Linked DNA regions of Mus musculus: region 1 is linked to region 2. Evidence: chromatin contacts called from public promoter capture Hi-C data. All regions are on one chromosome and are shown on one strand. Each heading gives the region's core, a stretch centred on a gene start, on an enhancer-like site or on the middle of the called end of the contact. The rest is flanking DNA. Distances are from core to core; before and after follow the strand shown. Region 1 overlaps Rabgap1l (RAB GTPase activating protein 1-like). Region 2 holds the start of 4930562F07Rik (RIKEN cDNA 4930562F07 gene).

What was found. Promoter capture Hi-C pulls out the DNA fragments that hold promoters and counts their contacts.
Region 1: a promoter capture Hi-C map of 3T3-L1-derived adipocytes shows a contact between it and region 2, with 4 times the contacts expected there. The contact joins the enhancer-like site here to the promoter of 4930562F07Rik in region 2. A contact is called at or near these places in 6 of 39 promoter capture datasets (the 3T3-L1 cell line, 3T3-L1-derived adipocytes, the HPC-7 cell line and 2 more), 1 of 484 Hi-C or Micro-C datasets (pro-B cells) and 1 of 115 datasets of contacts at active chromatin or transcription factors (pro-B cells).

Annotation. Positions count from the first base shown.
Region 1 is chr1:160,368,363-160,372,079 of GRCm38.p6, reverse strand. All of the region lies in intron 18 of Rabgap1l (RAB GTPase activating protein 1-like), which reads left to right. Among named protein-coding and RNA genes, the nearest start is that of Mir1927, 74 kb to the right of the region's middle. Within about 2 kb of position 1,834, at least 57 of the 459 cell types and tissues checked have an H3K27ac peak or open chromatin away from gene starts, as enhancers often do. A contact at or near this core is called in 3T3-L1-derived adipocytes, where this site is marked.
Region 2 is chr1:160,076,002-160,079,394 of GRCm38.p6, reverse strand. 4930562F07Rik (RIKEN cDNA 4930562F07 gene) reads left to right here and starts at 1,410. Exons shown (of 3, transcript NR_038031.1): 1 at 1,410-1,466; 2 at 1,905-2,012. It overlaps 4930523C07Rik (RIKEN cDNA 4930523C07 gene), which reads right to left. Exons shown (of 3, transcript NM_001162896.1): 3 at 808-3,393.

The DNA of each region.
Region 1 (3,717 bases), core at 585-3,084, 290 kb before region 2:
TTGGATGTCTGTGTTGGAAACAATGGAATGGTCTACAAGGCTTAGAGTCCTGAGACTAAGGAGCCACAGATTACATTAAAGTTCTAGTTAAGAACAACTGCCTGGGACTTGGAGCTATGCTATAGCCAGCAATGAAAACCACTGGATTACTCACCAAAGTGTCTTTAACCAGATTCTGATAGAACTGAATGCTTAACATGAGTAGGAAATAGCACACTCCACAGATGTGGGCAAGAGATAGTTGAGCAATTGAGGGAAAGTTCAGAATTTACAAAAGTCAGGTTCCTTTCATGAAATTCACTAAAAGGCAATTTCAGCCTGACCACTGCAGACAAGACAAGTTGTGACCTTAACAACTACAGCCAGAGTGTTTACCACTCATAACTGTTCTGCCAGGTGAGTATCCCAGCTAAAGAAAAGACTATACACCCCAGCTCTTGGCCTGACCTTTCACAAACTTCAGTGAATGGAGAAAGAAATAAAGCACATGGTTTTAACTTGCACTTGAAAGCAGAGAGAGGTGGATCTCTGTGAATTTGAGGTCAGTCTCTCTACATAGTGAGTTCAAAGCCAACCAGAGCTACATAGTGAGTCACTGTCTCAAAAATAAATAAATAAATAAATAAATAAATAAATACTAGATAGATAGATAGATAGATAGACTGATAGATAGACAGATATAGATAATAAGAAAAGAAATGAAATAAAAACACATAAAAATTATGCCCAAGACTGGTAATGGTGGTGCACGCCTTTAATCCCAGCACTTGGGAGGCAGAGGCAGGTGGGTATCTGAGTTCGAGGCCAGCCTGGTCTACAAAGTGAGTTCCAGGACAGCCAGGGCTACACAGAGAAACCCTGTCTCAGGGAAAAAAAAATGTCCAACTCAAATGCCATGTGACTTCAGTAGAAAAAATTTGAGGAAGAAGAGAGCTAACAATCTGAGACCAAGAAGAGAGTAGCTTAGAGGACCCTGTGAAGAAGAGTGTTCTATTCAGCCCCTGATACCAGGAGTAGCAGTAGATACTATGTGGTAGGCATTTGCTCTCTCTGGGTGATGCTGATGAAGGCCTGATTAGACCATATTAAAAGGATACAAAGGCAGGTTTATTAGGCAATGCTCCCAGACCTGTTCATCAGTCCCAGAGAAAGAGACTGAGGAAGTCACTTCACACATCTGGCCTAGGGATGGGGGAAGTTTTATAAAAGATCTTAGTTGAGGGGTGATGATGTGTCAGCCAGGAGCTGGGACTGTGCCCAAGTATGGTCAAGAGCTGAGCACTTCGGTGGGGATCTGGGTGGCTGGCAGCATCAGGGGAGGAGGTTGGGACAGCTGCCAAGAATGGAGTACTGGGCTCTAAGAGCCAGTCCTTTGTTCTGTTTTTCTGTGCAAGAGGGGTTGGGGGAAGAAGGGCAGTTGGGGTTTCCCAGCTTGAGCAGAGGTGAACAGGGGTCCAGCCTAACACTATGCTAGATGAAGAACACAGGGGAGAGGAGGAAAGAAGAAAGATGAATTCTTGCCAGGTGGGGCCTCCTGACTACTCTGCTGAGAGAGCAGAGAGGGCAAACTGGCTAGAAATCAGAACAGACTGAGGCCAGGAAGGAGGTTGGCCTCTATGGTGTATTGTTTTTAAGACAGGTTCTTACTTGCCCAAGGCTAGCCTCCAACTTCATACATAGCTGAAGATGACCTTGAATTTCTGATTCACCACCATACCTGCTGTAAGTGGTACTGGGGATCAACTCAGAACTTATATGTGCTGGAAATACTCTAGCTGTGTTCTCAGACTAGACACATATCCTGACATGTCTTTGCAGTGCTAAATCTTGCTTACTCATAGCATCTTTCCCAGATTACTGTCTTAGGAGAACTGATTTGAATATTACAAATCATAGCACTCATACATGTCTAAATTCCTTTTAAAATTCTGCCCTGCTGCCTGGGCAGTTCTGCACACTCTTTACTGATTGATTGATCTGGCTATTTTTAAAATTCGCCATTGGAAAGCAAGCCACCAACCATTTCTTCTTAATCTTTAAATTATAAGTGACTCTTCCTTCATCACGAAATGATGAAAGGTGATATATTTCAGATGTGACCCATTGTGTTCTCATTGTCTACAATAAGCTCTTCAGATATTTCTGTGGGTTTTTGTTTGTTTGTTTTGTATTTTGGAGATTGAAAATCTGTTACAACAATATTTCTAAGTACATTATTTCTGTCTCAGTGATTTCTTCACTAAGAATTAAGTCTTGCCCTTGTTTTATCATTCAACTACCAAAGAAAAATCAACAATTTCAGTAAAGGAATTAGAAGGATAATTACAGAAATCTTGACTTGATATTTTATTCTATATAGACAACTACAAGTCGGCTCTGAAGAAACATTGCTGATCCAGACTACAAAAACTCTCAAGTTCTCTGTTCCTCTCTTATTTTCTTGGTCCAAGAGTTGATTCTAAGTTTTCTGTGTGGCGAATTTCCTTCTCTTTCCTAAACTTACTGACAGTTATATAGCATGAATAATCCAAAGCTCGCAGAACACTTTAAACAGCAACATTATGGTAACTTTTAATTTAGAAACCTTTCTGTTCTGTACCAAAACCAGAGTGACTCAACTATTTCCATTTCTAAAATGGTCTTTTCATTTTTCATGGCTAGTCCTTATTTATGATGCTTATATGGTAATAATAGCTTTTGGGGAAGTGTTCTCTTTGGTATCAGTTATTATATTCACAAGGAATCGCTGTACTTAATTGGGTTATCAGTGAATTTAGTATTTAGTTGTGTGACCCTGTATCCAGGGAGAAAAGCAACAATCGAGAAGGATACACTTCAAATGCTTCCAGGTCTTCTGTTTTTGTTTATATACTACTATGACCTTCTTACTGAGTTTGTTTATGGAATTAAAACAAAGTAACTGCCTTGCTATAAGAACATTTAGTAATTGTGAAGGACAGAAGCTGTGATTGAAGCCTATTCACCATCTGCTACAAAAAAGTCATTCAGTTCATTCCAGAGTAAGCCCACAGTGTACTGTGCTGTTTCCCCATGAAGGAGTCTCTGAGGAAGAATAGAGCAATAAATACCAAATGTATAAATGTCAAGGGATCATTATAGTTGATTCTTGCTTGCTAAAATAATAAAGTTCAGAGGCCATGTAAAATTATTATACTCTAAAAGTAAAATAATTGAACAAGTGGAATCTGCTAAGGCTAGAAACTTACATATATGTTCTTCCCTTCCATTATCTTGTCAGGAATGGTTTAAAACCTTATCTCTTCTTTCTCCTGAGACCTGCAGTGACAGTCCAGGATTACATAGGCAGAGAGATAATATATAAGAAAGAACAGGCTAGTGATGGGTATCTTAAACTAATACAAGAAAATACTGGATTTATATCCTCCAATCAGTAAGAGAAGCATAGAAGCTGAATGGTACTCTAAAGACCAAGGCAATAATAAGTACCAAGCTCTGAGGTGGGAGAAGCTTTGTATGTACAAAAAGGCCAATGTGGCTAGAATTTAGTGACCTAGTGAGACTTAGAGAGGGAAGAATTATGGTCAGAAGCCAAGTTAGTAAGAACATATAAGCAAAGGATGATGTGTACATTGGAATTCAACAGGATACCATTGTAAATTCTTTAGGTTTTAGAACATCATTTTGATTAAGGAATGTTGGCGTATAAGATGTAGATTGAAGGGCATGACCATAGAC
Region 2 (3,393 bases), core at 161-2,660:
GGAGAAAAGCTGAAGGATCAGCCGAAACTGCGAAACAGCCTGCCTTGGGCAAGACAGGAAGTGTGCAGCTGCGCCGTGGGTCTTCCTTCTCAAGCTTCCGTTAAACAGCGCAGCTGTTCACTAACACTGAATTACTCTTTCCACAAGATGCTAGCCTCTGCCATTCAGGGTGGTGTTCCTAGCCATAGGGTGGCTATTGAGTGCTTGAAATATGGCTGGCATAATTGAGCTCTGGACTTTTAATCTAATTTAATTTTAATGAACAGAGCCACATGTGGCTAATAGTACCAGATTGGGCAGTGCCAGTCGGGAACATTTCACCATCTTGTTTCTGTTGGCCCGCACTCTAGGTAAGCATTGTTGGGAAAGGAATCAAGAGCATCCAAGTCATTTCATTTTCTAACTAGGGCAAAGTTGTGGTTGACTTAGAAAAAGGATAAATGTGCTTATATAAATACATGCACATAGACACAGGTATCTGTGTCCCTTGGTCCTTTGTTTCTTAGCACCAGATTAACCCAAAGGTTATTTCTTCCTTTTCCTATGAAAGACATGGACTTCAGTGGAGAAATGTTTTCTAAGTGTCGCCAGGGAACATCAGTATGTTTTCTGCAGCCGTTGTTGCTCAGTTCAGCTTCCAAAGTCGCCTGCTTTGCGTAGAAGGGAGAGATGCCACATTTCTGGTCCTCAGACCTGAGATTCTAGGAGGCCAGGGACCAGGCAGGAAGAGCCTCTGCTTCTGTCAATTCTGTGTGAGAATAATATCTCAGCGGTAAGCCAGTGACTCAATCCAACGTGCGAGGAGGATTTCATTTTCAAAACATTTATTTAAATAAACTTTTATATGTATTTGAATTTTACAGAAAACAAAACACTGACAAATACTGTACAGCTTCGATCATTCATATGAGCGATTCATTTCTTGAAAAAGTGACTGGCTTTTCTTTACATCTTCCTGTTCTTTTTCCTCTTCCCAAGAAATCAAAAAAAGTCTATTGGACACTGGATAAAGACCCCTCTGACTGTTTCTGAGTGTGACTAAGGCAGGCCAGAAGTCCAGTGTGGGTGGGGACAACCCCAATGCCCAAGTCCATGCCAGTTGAGAAGGTCTCTTCTTTATGCATCTTCTTTTCAAATTTTCGAAAAAGATTTATTTTATGTGTATGAGTGGTTTGCCTGCATGTATACATGTGTACCACATGCATGTCTGGTACTTGGGTCTTCTACAGAAGCAACAAGTGCTCTTAACTGCTGAGCCATTCCTCCAGCCCCCTGGGGCCTCTTAGGTTCTTCATGAACTTACTGTCCCCAGATGGATCAGGTAGGCACAAGTCCCAAGCACCTTACCCTAGGACTGTATCCGTGGCAACTCTGGAATAGACCAAGGGAAACAGTGTCTGTAGAGTCATAAAGGAATGAATTGGCATGATGCAAGGAGAAGCAGTAATATGAGAAGAATTGTCAGGGTGAGGCAGGGCGACAGGGCACCAAGCAATACTTTGGGCTTCTGCTCTCTGGTGTCTATGGGAGGGCCTATCACTTCATGGGCCCTGTATCATCCTAAGTGCTCTATCAAGGCTGTCGGAGAGTCTGCGACAGGAAGAGGTGATCCAGTCACGGTTGGGATTCCAGGATATAGAAGCAACTGGGAACTGCCTTTCTGGATGGTTTATGTCAGGAACTGGCTCAAGTCTATTTGGTTAGAAAGCAGTAGGTACACTTGTGTCCAGAGTCAGGGGCTTTGTTATGGCAATCAGGGACAACTGACTGCTGTCTTAATTCAAACTGGCAGCCAGTTGTCACGGAAACCGTGTAATTTGTATGGTCCCTGATTCCGGCGATCCATCCTTGCAGACTGTTATCTGACATCCCATTTCTGCTGTGTCTTCACCTCTACCCCCAAGTCTTCTGTCTTAGGGCAACTGAGAGAAGTGGGAAGAGCATCTGGTGGGTACCAATTGGCAGAGAAGGGGAGAAGACTGGTCATTCTGTGACATGCGGAGGACAGCCAGGTAATCCACAACCAGCTCCCTATGTGACAAGGGGGCAGAGAATCAGGAAGTGTTGCTTTGGTCAAAGAGGCCTGAGGGTGGAAGGCTTGAGTGCCTAGTGGCATTGAGGTGATGTAGGATGAGCGGGTGAAATGTGACTGTCTGCTAGAAGGCCCAGGTAGCCACCATTAGGTAGCTACCCTCCAAGGGCCTGGAGCACATCGGGAGTAGACATGAGTACCAGGTGGCCCAGCTGAGCAAGTAGAGTACAACTTTACATTCATACAGTCTCATCAATTTTGGGAATTTTTTTCTTGCTGCTGTAATGTCATAATTTGGCTATGTCATTAATTAGACAGTGATTTTTCTACTGTCTATAATGGTCTCCATGGGGACAATATTTATAGAGCTCCCCAGTAGATGTGCAAATGAGCCGTTGGAGTATAATCGCTTCCAAGCTGGGAATTCTCTGCCTTTGTAACATGGCCACAATACAATCAAAATGCCAAGCAATTTGTTTTCTTTGACTGGGGAGGAAAGGCTCTCTTCCACTCAGAAAGTGGCATGGCTTCAGGTACCACAGGGCACATATGTCAATCAACCCTGGTCTCAATGCCTTGCCTCACCTTCTGTAGCAGTTAATGGCGTGTCTTAAAAGAGTAGGTCACTCAGGTTGAATTGTGAGGTATTACAAGTTATCCTTAGCATCATTGCATATCCATCCACAGTTATGAGTACCTACTGTGTACAAGACATTTGCCTGAGCATCAACATAAATAGCAACAGATACCTTTATAGTTTTATCTTTCATTTAAACTATGGCTTCTACCTCCCACTGGCAATACATTATGCACTGCTACCAACACAGGATTGCTTCTGGTATGTGTTGTGTTGTGTATGCGTGTGCATGTGCAAGTGTATGTGTGCATGTGTGATGGTTATGAGACTGGACTTGGGATGATCTTACTTGGTTTCTTTCTGGAAGCCCTTGGTCACACGGATTATAGCTAGCTCATGCGAGGCATCTCTCCTTACGCTTTCTATCTCTATATTACATCTCGTGGGTACACACCTGCAATCCAGTGAAGTGAATATGTGGGTTTCCATAGCTTTCTCATAGTCACTGCCAAGAGCTGTTCATCACTGCTTAGAAAAGGGCACCTTGCTGAGTAGTTATGGGGTAATGTCCCCGAGAGGTCTTGGGCCACATTAGACATCTGTTAGAGGTAATGAGGACCTTGTCGTGAATTGCAAGCAAAGAGCTTTGAGTGTATCTGGAGCCATACTTTAAACTTTCAGGTATAGGCAAAAGGTCAGAAGCATATAGAAACCACTAGCTATGTCTGTATCAATATATACTGAAGTGGGGACTGTACCAGGGTCTTAGAATGTCCAAATGTAT